Regions from separate parts of the Sus scrofa genome. Here region 2 is linked to region 1. The links are chromatin contacts, called in public Hi-C maps. All regions are on one chromosome and are shown on one strand. Each heading gives the region's core, a stretch centred on a gene start, on an enhancer-like site or on the middle of the called end of the contact. The rest is flanking DNA. Distances are from core to core; before and after follow the strand shown.

Region 1 (6,137 bases), core at 571-3,070:
AGACACCATGCAGCTATCCAACAGACTTTCAATGTCACCATTTATTATTTATAGCATTAAATGGGGGAAGTGGCTCTGATGTCACCGACCCTACCCAGTGGAATCACTGACTCAATAAACATTTTCACACTGGAGAAAATCTGGCTAGGAAAACGTTTTGCTGTGTTAAGTAGATTCTTTCACCTTTCCTCTCAACCTTAGAGTAGAAGTTGTTACTGTATTAGAAGAGATACAAAGAAACTGTCAAGATTTCCACAGGAAGAAAGCCTGGGCCTGTCCATTTGCTGAGGCAAAGAGCTTCCCCTCCCAGCTCTCCAGAGCCCAGTTTGATTTCCCTAGTATTCCAATTGGCAGGTAATAGCTATCATATTTTATTTCTTCCACCAAGTCATCCACCAAAGAGCAAGTTCTTCGTTTCTACTAGCCACTCTCTCGTGGCCCTGTTTCTAAAAACCTTAGGCTCCAAGTCCCAAGGCGGAGGGGGGGTTGGGATTCGTGGGGCCAGAGGGTCTGGCCTGGGTACCAAAGGTTTCTAACAGAAGAGTGATCGATTTCCCAGGGGCCTAGGATTCTCTCCTACTCCTTTTCTAGAAGAAAGAACTGGCGGCGCAGATGAGGACAAGCCCTCTTCCCCCTCCCCAATTTCCCAGAGCGGCTCTGGAAAACGTGAAGTTACAGTGTCTCTTTCCTGGGAGATGGAATCCAGAGTACCTGGGGCCTCGCTATCCAAACATCCCTCTCGGCCGGGTAGGAAACCCTTTGTCCGAGAAGCCGGACACCACAGGGGCCCAGGAAAGAGGCCCCTTATCGGTCACAGCCTCAAACCCGAGAGCTCCCCACCTCCACCCCTGTAGGGCCTATGCCGGCATCCACACAGCCCTGGCTTGAGAAGAGGGTGCTGAGAGACCCCTTCTAGGACGCAGAGGCCGAGACCCCAGGTCGATCTTCTCTGTACCCCCTCCCATCACCATCTCACTCGGCCTGAGTGGGGCTTGCAAGAGCGATGCAGGCCTGGCCGGAGAATTAGAAAAAGAAAAAACAGAAAACCCCTTCTAAGGGAGGAAGGAGATGCTTGAGCGAGTGTGAGCTAAGGCCACAGCACAAGCGAGCGAGGGTCGTTCCAGGGATGGGCCCAGAGACAGGAGAGAAGGGAGGGAGGGAGGAAAACCGAGGGGCATGGAGGGGGCCGGACCAGGTCCGGCCTGAGATCTCGAGGGATCCGGAGTAAAGCGCGCCGGGCCGGAGGGCCCAGGTTCGGGCCGAGGCAGCGGGGAAGGGCCAGGGCCGGCCTCGCGCCGGACGTTGAGATGGGCAGGCCCGCCCGGGGCCGGACGGACGGAAGAACGGACGGTCCAGCGGGCCGCACTCACCATGAGCTCGATGGTCTTGTCCTCAATCACCGAGTCGGGCTCCATGGCGGCCCTGGCGGCCCCGCCTCGCTCTCCCCGCGCAGCAGCGAACGGCCCGGGCGGAGGAGGCGACGGCGGAGGCGGCAGAGGCGGAGGCGGCTATCGCACCCACTCTAGCTGCCAGCCCGCCCGGGCCGCCGGCAGCTCCGCCCTCCCCCTCGGCGAACGCAGTACGCAGAGCGAGGACTACAGCTCCCGGCAGGCGCCGCGGGTCCCGCAGAGCGTTGTGGGAACGAGAAGACCCCGCCAGACCAATCTCTCCTAGCCGTCCGAAGCTGAATTCTCAGCCGAAAGTAGCACGGGACTGCGAATGAGAGACGTGCAGACCTAAAGAATTACGGGCTTCCTCAAGGTGGGGCTTCAGGTGCGCGCCTACTACATATCCCAGAAAGCCCTGCGCGCGGGTTCTCTTTCCGGCTAGTTTCTTCTGACTTCCTGGCAGCCCGAGGCTCCCCGGACCCGGACGGAAACTCCAAGGCAACTCTTCACTTGCCAGCGATCCTGCGTGCGCGACCGATTTCCGCACATGCGCGGTCTGTGCCTGCAGTGCCCGCTCGACACCTAAGTAACGGCACGGTTGGTCTGGCCTCTGTGGCAGGGTGAGGTGTTGGCGACAGGTGGGTTCTAGGAAGGGATGGTCTTGGGGCTCAAGTGTCGGAGGGGGGCCAGCGAGCGAGAGAGCTCGGGCAGAGAAGGAGGCTCTGAGAGCATGGGCGTCCCAAGAGTGGCGTCCCAAGAGGGGTTTGGAAATTTAGTTGAGAAAGAGGAGTTTTGTGGTCTCTGTGCACCACGTACTGGGAGGAACTGAGAGGTGAAAGAGAACCTATTATTCATTCGTTTAGAAAGTATCTTTTAAACTTCCAGCCTCTGCTCGTCACTAGCCTAGGCCCTGGGAATCAGCTCTGATCCCTACAGACAAGGCTTCTCTTCTCACGCAGCGTAATTCTGGTAGGGGGAAGACAGACATTAACCATAAGAAGGAACACAGCTGGAGATGCCCAGTGAATTCTGCCTCCAGCTCGGTATAAACCTTATCAGGTCTGTCAGTAACCTCAAACCAAAGACGACAAAGGCCCGCTGAGAATTAACAGGTTGGGTTTATTGCTGGTTGCAGAGAGAGAGAACACACACCATGAAGAACTGTGGGGCATCTCAGGAGGAGTTGTCAGGTGATTTGGATGAGGGTTTAAGAAAGTGGGACTTTACCCTGGATAAGATGCTGTCAGAAAGTGGAGGTAATTTTATGATTGGGCATCTCAGTAAATGTTATCTAGACGGAAGGACTACTAGACGAGGCTGAAGTCCTGATTGGTAGAGAAGCAGGAGTCCCTCATTACCAGAATAAGGGCTATTTGGTCATTTTTTGTGGTTTGAACAATGTCCCTGTTTGATCTGTGTTCAGATTTAATTAGGAGTGGTTTCGCTTTTGTATTGGTCTATCATGGCCATAGAATGGCTTTGTCTAACATTTATGTTCTATGAAATTAGGTTCAACAAGAAAACACGAGGCCTAGCTAAGAGGACCAGGCTATCATCTAGTAACATTACTGCCTGTTTGATTGTATCAGGCCAGCTGCCAAATGTCAAAGGCTACTGTTCTCTTTCTCAAGTGTTTTGCATTTTCTGCACCTGTAAAGGGAAGGGACTAGATGACCTCTAAGTCTTTCCATTTCCAAGCACCGAATTGCTACAGTAATTTGTATGCATGCAGGACACAGTGTAAGTTCTGTTCAATACAGTTTTAAGTTTAATGGCCCTTATCCGATGCTTTCTACTTAGGGAATTGAAAGAAAAGCAATAGGAAGAACACAGAATTAAAAAGCTATTATTCCTAACATGGTGTCTGAATTTCACCAGACCCCTTTGCCTCTCTAGGCTTTGAGACATTCATTAGTTAAATAAAGGGATTGGAATAAATGACCTCTATTTCAGCTACCTATTGCATCATCATAAACTACCTCTAAGACTTAGAAGTTTAAAATAACAGTGCTTTCTTATTCTTTGCAATTGTGTGGGTTAACTGGACTCAGCTGGTCCCACGTAGTATAAGCCGAGATTACTCATGAGACTGCAGTCAGCTGGGAGCTCATCAAAACAGCTTCCTCATCCTCCAGGGCCTCTCTCTTTACCTGACTTTTTACCGTTCAGGCTTCTGCATGGTGACTAACTTCCAAGAGGACAAACCCCGTTGAGCAAATACTTATCAAGCCTCTGGTTGCACCACAGTTGTTAGTGTGTCACTGGCCAAAACAAGCCATATGGCCAAGCCCAGAGTCGGGGTGGAAGGGTCTACACAAGGTTGTGAATACAGAGAGTCGTCGTGCATTGGGGGCCCCCAGTGTAACAGTAATCAGGGCCTTTAAGGGCCAGCACTTGTCACAGGACCTAGCAGCTGAGATTAGGATAGGAGTCACAGCTGAATATGAACCCCTCCATGTGTCTGTTTATCCTGCACTGTCTTTTTTATTGTTTCAAAATTTGATAGTTTCACATTTTAAAATCTGAATTTCTAACTTCTCTTGGAAAGTTAGACTATTCGACTATCAGATCTGCATGGCAAAAATATGCAGAAGTTAAGTAGCAATTACCTTCTTTGTTCAAAGCATGTACGCTATAGATTGCCACTGTTACCACAGCTCCCTGTTGTCTTTACTCATTTAACTTGTATGCTGAATCCATATAGATATTTGAGCTTGCAACCCTTGGCAATGGGACTGTAATGGAGATAACTCAAGGTTTCTGTCCTTTTATTAAAACCATATCCCACCTTAAGAGGAGAAAATACTAATATTATTGGGTCAAACTCCAGGAGCTCAGTGAGATGAAAAAGTTATTATATAGGACAGAAGTTGTTCCCAAGCTGTTGAAGAGGCAGGCTTATCACTTTGTTCTCTCCTTGTCTCAAACAAGATCTCAGGTGCTCAGGTATTTTTATTGACTCAAGCTTGATGCCAGCTGGTGATTAGATTTGGTCATCTATAAAGGCAGAAGACCTTGAGGCATATGTTCCCTCTATTTTTCAGATAGCTCTACACAGATAGCTAACAAAAAAGAAAGCTGGTACAGGTCTACAATCCCTGAACCAAAAACCTGAAGTCCAGATATGCTCAGAATTCAGAACTGTTGCGATTGTACAAAGGCTGTATGATGCACATACTATATATATAATGTAACACCCCCAGTGGGTTCTAGGTCAGCATTTTATAATCACATACATTGATTTTCTGCAGCAGAGCATATGTGTGCCTACTATCAATTTATAGCCTCTCAGTTCCAAATCCACCCTTCTTTTCCATTCTTTGAAATACTGGAGTAGGGCCCTGTAAGTATTTCTCCCCTGCCAGCTGGCACAGTGTTGACTGCTGTCAATACAGAGACCTAGAGGGAAGCAGCCAAATGAAGAGTCTTCTTTTCCTCATTCCAGAATATTTTCTTTTCCTTCTTGCCCTTGTGGTGGCACACGGCAGCAAATAGTCTGCAGAACTGTTATCCCTCTCTCAGCGCACACACACTTCACCATCCAACAGGCCATAACTGTCCTCTTTCTAGTGAAGTCTGAATCCAAGCTAACAGTGGAGGTGAGAAGGCTCTTTCAAAATTGTCCTTCCTTGAGTATTCAGCCTCACCCTATACGTAGTGGCTATTCCCTGTAACGATTATTTCTGTATCCTTTAGACTTGTCTTTACCCCTTAGTACTTAATACCTGTTACCAGTTAATATTTAAATTTTCTCAAAAGAGAGAGTGGCAGATGTGAGAGTATGTGACCTCCAAGACTGGATCATAGACTTGTGGGTTCCTCTTTGCTCTCTCCCTCGGGTTACTCGCTCTGGAGGAAGCAAGCTGCCGTGTCATGATGACACTTGAGCAGCCCTATGGGATGTCCATGTGGTGAGGAACTGAGGCCACCTGCCAACAATCAGCACTAACTTTCCAGGCCTATGAGTGAGCCATCCTGCCCCAGTCAGTCCTTCAGATGACAGTAGCCCCATTCAGTTCTTAACCTCATGAGAGATCCTGAGCCAGGATCACCCATCCAAGCTACTCTTGGATCCCTGACCCACAGAGACTGTGTGAGATAATAAACAATTGTCATTTTAACCTGACAAATTTTGAGGTTTTTTTTTTTTTACACAGCAATAGACAACTAATAAAGGTACCCGCCCCAAAAAAGAGCTCGTTCAAAATACTGAACGCAGTTCTCTTTTAATCTAGGCCCTGTAAACCCTTGATAGAGCTTTGTGTCTTTCCCTTTTTTATGAATACTTTTGAAGGTAAAGAGCAGCATTTTAAAATAGTATGTTTTGACCTGTGCTGAGTTTTCTGAATTCAGATTGTTTTAGAAGAGGATAGTGCAGTGAAATGTTGACTCATTCCCAACTAACATCAGAGAATGAAAGTCTCTTGAGGGAGAATCTTGTGAAACCAAAGGAAAGAGAATGTTGTTAAGAAGTATTGAAGGAGTTCTCATCATGGCTCAGTGGTTAACGAATCCGACTAGGAACCATGAGGTTGCAGGTTCAGTCCCTGGCCTCTCTCAGTGGCTTAAGGATCCAGCATTGCTGTGGCTGTGGCATAGGCCAATGGCTACAGCTCCCATTAGACCCCTAGCCTGGGAATGTCCATGTACCGCAGGTGAGGCCTTAAAAAAAAAAAAAAGTATTGAAGGTGGCAGCCCCCTTTGACAAGGTTTCATGCCTTATCCATCCATCTATAGAATCCAGGGTCA
Region 2 (5,992 bases), core at 64-2,563, 60 kb before region 1:
ATAATTTCGATAAATGCATTTAGGGCATAAAACAAAATTCAAAAACCACTTGATTAAAAACTCTTGGGTAACTTAATATGATAAAGGACATGTATCTTTAAAATTTTATAGCTAATATCATACTTAATGGTAAAAGATGAAACACTTTCCACTGTACTCTAGAACAAAAGTAGAATAACCATTGTCACACTTCTAGTCAATAAAAATTTCACTAGTCACAGCAAGTGCAATAAGGCAAGAAAAAGAAATAAAAGGCATAAATATCAGAAAGGATCCATAAGACATGACTGTCTATAAAAAAACTCCATAGGAACATACAAAACAAGTAGACTAACGTGTGACATCAGCAAAGTCACAGGATACAAAAAATAAAAAGAACAAATGAAGCTACACGAAACTCAATGAAGAGGTTAAGAGTTCTTGAATAACCAGCACAATATTAAAAGAAGAAAGTCAAAGGACTGACACTTCCTAACTTCAAGAATTACTGTAAAGCAAGACTAATCATGACAGTGCATGGTTACTGCTGAAAGAAAGACAAATAGATCAATGAAACAGAAGAGAGAGTCCAGAAAGAGACTCACATAAATACAGTCAGCCAATCTTTGACAGAGGAGCAAAGGCAACACAATGGAGCAAAGATAATTTCAACAAATGATACTGGAACACACAGAAGAACATCTAGGTGACCTTGAGTATGATGAAGACTTTTTATTTATTTATTTATTTTTTGGGTCTTTTTGCTATTTCTTGGGTCACTCCAGCGGCATATGGAGGTTCCCAGGCTAGGGGTCTAATCAGAGCTGTAGCCACCGGCCTACACCACAGCTCACGGCAACGCCGGATCATTAACCCACTGAGCAAGGGCAGGGATTGAACCTGCAACCTCATGGTTCCTAGTCGGATTTGTTAACCACTGCGCCACAATGGGAACTCCCTGATGAAGACCTTTTTGATACAAACACTGGAGGCACAATCTGTTAAAGAAATAACTGATAAGCCAGAATTCATTAAAATTAAAAACTTCCTGCTCTGTGAAAGACACTGTCAAGAGAGAATGAAAAGAGAAACCACACACTTAGAATAAATAATTGCAAAAGACAAATTTGATAAAGGACTGTTAGCCAAAATATAACCACCACCCCCAAAAAACCCTCTTAAAACTTAGTAAGAAAATGAACAAGTGGAATTCTTGTTGTGGCATAGCAGGTTAAGAATCCAACTGCAATGGCTTGGATCCTTAGGAGGCATAGGTTTGATCCCAGGCCTGGTGCAGTGGGTTAAAGGACCTGGCACTGCCAAAGCTGTAGCTGAGGCAAAGGTTGTACTCAATCCCTGGCCAATGGACTTTCCTGTGCCGCAGGTGAGACCATTAAAAAAAAGAAGAAGACAATTTTAAAAGTGGAAAGAAGACATGAACAGACACCTCATCAAAGAAGATAAAAAATGGCAGTAAGTATATGTCAATAGTTATGAGAAAAATAAATTTATTATACACCATGTACGTCTTAGTGTGTTCTGGCATACTGCTCTTATGGAATCTAATTGAAAAGAGTACTCCAAACTGAACTAAGTATGTTCAAACAAGTATTTGATGTTATTTTTTATATGCTTTGAATCAGAAATTCAAAACTCAAGAAAGGACATACACCAAAAGCAGAAAGAAATGAATAAGATTTAACTGAGAAAATAAAAATAAGATTATAATAGAAATGAAAGTAACTTACAATGCCCCCAAAATGATAAATTCAAACGAAAAATGAAAAAGAGGCATTGAAGAAAAGCAGGGAAATAACCTAAGAGAATGAAAATGAGATAAAGACACAAAATGGGAAACAGAGAAGTGGTAGAAATGGAAGAAAAACAGAATACCTATGTATAATTGGAGTTTCTAAACACACCCACACACAAATAATGAAACAATTAACATTTAAAACTAGAATCCAAGGGGTTACCTAGAGCTAAGTGAGTGAGGAAAAATGGGGAATGATAGCTGAAAGGGTTTCATTCTGACATGATGAAAATGTTCTAAATTGATTTTCGTAATGGCTGCACAGCTGTGAATATGCTAAAAATCAGTGCACTATACACTTCAAATGGGAAAACTGTATGATGTGTGAATTATAACTCAATAAAGCTGTCATTTTTTATAACTGAGTAGGACCCTATAGGGCCTTCCAGGGACAGATCCCTCCCCCACATCCTTTGCTTTAGCTTCTCTCTAGCACCTAGGTAACAGCATCTGGTGCATATTTCCTGAACTGTTTTATACATGCTAAAACTCCCACCAAACAGAAAATGTTAACTTTCTGATGACCATGAGCACAGAGCCCTCAGGCCTACTGAAGCCTAAGGACTGATAATGTTAACCCCTAGAACACCACCCTGTCACCTCACATCAACCAACCACAGAATTGTGCACAAGCTGATCACACACCCGGGACACCCCTCCATCCATCACCTGGACTTTAAAAAGCCTTTCCAGAAACCCTTCAGAGAATCCAAGTATTTTGAGCACTAGCTGCCCTGGACTCCTAGCTTGGTGCCCTGCAATAAACACTGCACTTTTTTTCATCACAACCCACTGTCAGTGGATTGGCCTTACTGTGTTGTGTGCATGCAAACAGTTCCCAGTTTGGTTCGATAACACTATAATTCAAGAAAATTTTCCACAAATAAAAGGAAATCTGAACTGCCTGTTAAAAAGGTCTCCAGATACTAGGGAAAAATTGGCTCCCTCCTATTAAACTCCTAGAGATATCCTAGGAAAATTATCAGATGCTAAAATAAAAGAAGAGATTTCTCAGTTTCCAGTCAAAAAAAAAAATTGTTTTAATTAAAAGAAAACTTAGAAAAGAGCATGAATCAGATTAGCATCAAATATCATAAAAGCAAAGTACCAAGCAAGGCATTAGTTGAACAGCACTTTCCAAAAACTGTATAAAAGAAAGTGTAAAGCAAAGATTTTATAACCAAAGACAACAAAAGTTTTAAATGGGTCAGGTATTCTGTATCCTTGAGCCCTTCCTAAGTAACCAAGAGATGACTCAGAAAACTTTAGCATAAAAATTAATGGTTAACATTTAAAAATAACTAATTATGGTACAGATATAAGAATAAAACAAAGAAGAAGATGGGGGTTGAGGAATATGTCATACATTCAGAAAAACAGGAGTAATACACCTTAAAAGTTGGAAGGAGAAGGGATCAGAAGCGGAAACGACTCCTGACTAGGCAATAGGAGGGAGTTAAAAAATACCATTAAAAACTGATAAACTTATTAATGAAATATTAAATAAAATTCCAAGAATTTTAAGCATTTTAAATATTATAAGTAAATGGCAAACAACAGAACAAAAATATACATCTTCCAAAGTTTAACTAGAAAGGTCAAAAATAAGAGTGCAAAGAAAATAAACACATCATGAAAAGAAAGTAAAAGATACGCAGAAACAGGGATTAAAAATACACTAACACACACTATTCTCAATATAAAGCGGATCAAGAGGACCAAAAACGAAAGTTCAGAGGAATAAACATAATCAAGAAGGTATAACAGGTATTAGAAATATTAATCTTTACCTCCTATTAACAGAGATTAAGTCTGCTTTTCAAATTTATGAAAACTCGTCATATATTTGATGAAGAAATAATTTCCATAGAAGGAAAAAAATCAGATAATAATAGTCTCTGATCAAAAGATATAAAACTAGAAACAATTCCCCAAAAAAGAATTAAGAAGTCTTCTTTCAAAATCAATGCTATGAAACAATTTATGAAGCTTCTGGCTTACATGCGCTTTTGAAGATGTGGTAGAATTCCCCAGTGAAATTATGTTGGTTTAATGTGTTTTGTGGATTAGTTCTTTGATAAATTTGAATCAAAGAATTTTGAATTTGATAAATTTCTCTATTCTTTTCTTCATAACTCGACATTATAAAGATAACAATTCACCCTAATTTACAATTTTAAAATACCCCAATATCACATAAAAAGCTTCTATGGAGCCAGACAAGTTGGTACTCAAATTCATGTGGAAAAACTTATAAGAATACTCAGAAAAAACATGGGAAGAAAAAAAAGTTAAAAGAGAGAAGTAGCCCCACTAGACATTTAAGCATACTAGAAGTCTCTCCGACTAAAAAACAAGGTACCTTTTAGCATATGAATATATAATTACTCTGATGTAGGGGTCAGCAAGCTTCTGGAAAGGGTGAGAGGGTAAATATTTCAAGCTTTTGCAAGCAAGCCTCCCAGTTTCGGTCACAACCACTCAACTCTTCTTTTGTAACACAAAGGCAGCCAAACACTAAGTAAATAAATGAGTGTGGCTGTGATCCAATACAACAATATTTATAAAAACAGGGTTACGTTTGGCCAGAAGGCCATAGTTTGCCTCCACATCCTGGCCTAATGCCCAAGAATAGACCCAGGTACATACAGAAATTTAGTACACGATAAAAAGTGGCATCTCAGATCACTGGGGAACTTTTTAATAAGTGCTGGGACAACTGGTTAGCCATCTGGAAAAAGATAAAATTAGATCCATACTTAACAGAACACACATGAGTAGACTCCAAATAGATCAGAAGTTTAAACTTAAAAGAGTAAAATCATAAGTATTGGAAGAAGACATGCGTGAATTTCTTTAAAACCTTGGTGTTAGGAAAGATTAACTATGAGTCAAAATCCAGATGCAATAAAAAGGCAGGAAAATACAGCGAGACAAAAAAATTTTTAAACTTCTGCATAGCATTATTTTTAAAAACACCATAAACAAAGTCAAAAGGAAAATGAAACACTGGAAAAAATATTTACAACATATGTCACTGGTAGAAAGCACTTTATATACATAAAATTTTCTTTTAAATTGAGGGGGATAAAAATTACCAAAATCCCAATAGGAAACTGAGGAAAAGACACGAAGAGACTTTTAAAAAGATATAAAAGTGACCCTTAAATAAGAAAAGATGTTCAGACTTACTCATTATTAAAGAGTTGTAAGCTAAAGCAATACGTTTCTTACCTAACACTGGCAAATATCCACAAGTATGACAACACATAACTTAGTAAAAGACTGAGAAAACAGGTACTCTCATAGATTTCTGATAGGAAGGCAAATAACCCTCCCTATCAGAGAATTTGGTAATACCTAATCAAACTTAACCTAAGTAGCTTTTCATTTTGATCCAGCATTAATCTTTTTGATCCAACAACTTTATTTCTAGGGATTTTCCCTGAAGATACATTATAATTAAATAATATGAAAATATTTATGCACAAGGTGAACATATGCATTGGAACACTATTTGCAGTTTCGAAAAAAGGAAACAATCTACAAGCTCATACACAAAATTCTTGCCTAATACACTATGGGGTATCAACACAATTGATGCAGCCTTAAGCAAGATTAAGAAAGGCCTCTACCAGCTTATGTAATTTTCAAGGCACATGTTTAGGTGAAAAAAAAAACAAAGTACAAAATAGTATTTACCTATCTACTACCCTTTGTGTAAGAAATAAGCAGAAGTAGGAGGGGGAGGGAGTAGGATGGACTGGGAGTTTGGGGTTAGTAGATGCAAACTTACATTTGGAGTGGATAAGCAATGAGATCCTGCTGTAAAGCATAGGGAATTATACCTAGTCACTAGTGATAGAACATGACGGAGGATAATGTGAGAAAAAGAATGTGTGTGTGTGTGTGACTGGGTCACTTTGCTGGACAGCAGAAATGGACAGAATGTTGTAAATCAACTCTAATTAAACACTTTAAAAAAAGAAATAAGCATAAATAAGAAAATATACATATGTATACCTGTTCCTTAGTGCATAAAGAAATAGAGGAAAGATAAACCAGAAAGTAATGAAATTAATTGGTTACCCAGTGGAAAGAAAGAAAGAAAGAATCGAAGAATGGAAGTATGGAAACGGAACAGAAAGGACGACTGCCTACCTTCTTCTGTTGTTTTGTCTCTTAGAACTGCATTACGTG

Evidence for each region. Hi-C and Micro-C count contacts between places; a contact is called where the count stands out from the background.
Region 2: a Hi-C map of liver shows a contact between it and region 1, with 1.8 times the contacts expected there. The contact joins the enhancer-like site here to the promoter of FBXW11 in region 1. A contact is called at or near these places in 4 of 5 promoter capture datasets (fetal skeletal muscle, liver and skeletal muscle), 14 of 47 Hi-C or Micro-C datasets (blood, embryonic fibroblasts, epiblast stem cells and 5 more) and 2 of 2 datasets of contacts at active chromatin or transcription factors (alveolar macrophages and skeletal muscle).

What each region holds. Positions count from the first base shown.
Region 1 is chr16:52,208,084-52,214,220 of Sscrofa11.1, reverse strand. It overlaps FBXW11 (F-box/WD repeat-containing protein 11), which reads right to left and starts at 1,820. Exons shown (of 14, transcript XM_021077115.1): 1 at 1,371-1,820. The coding sequence starts at 1,415.
Region 2 is chr16:52,267,587-52,273,578 of Sscrofa11.1, reverse strand. All of the region lies in intron 2 of FBXW11 (F-box/WD repeat-containing protein 11), which reads right to left. Among named protein-coding and RNA genes, the nearest start is that of FBXW11, 58 kb to the right of the region's middle. Within about 2 kb of position 1,313, at least 2 of the 83 cell types and tissues checked have an H3K27ac peak or open chromatin away from gene starts, as enhancers often do. A contact at or near this core is called in liver, where this site is marked.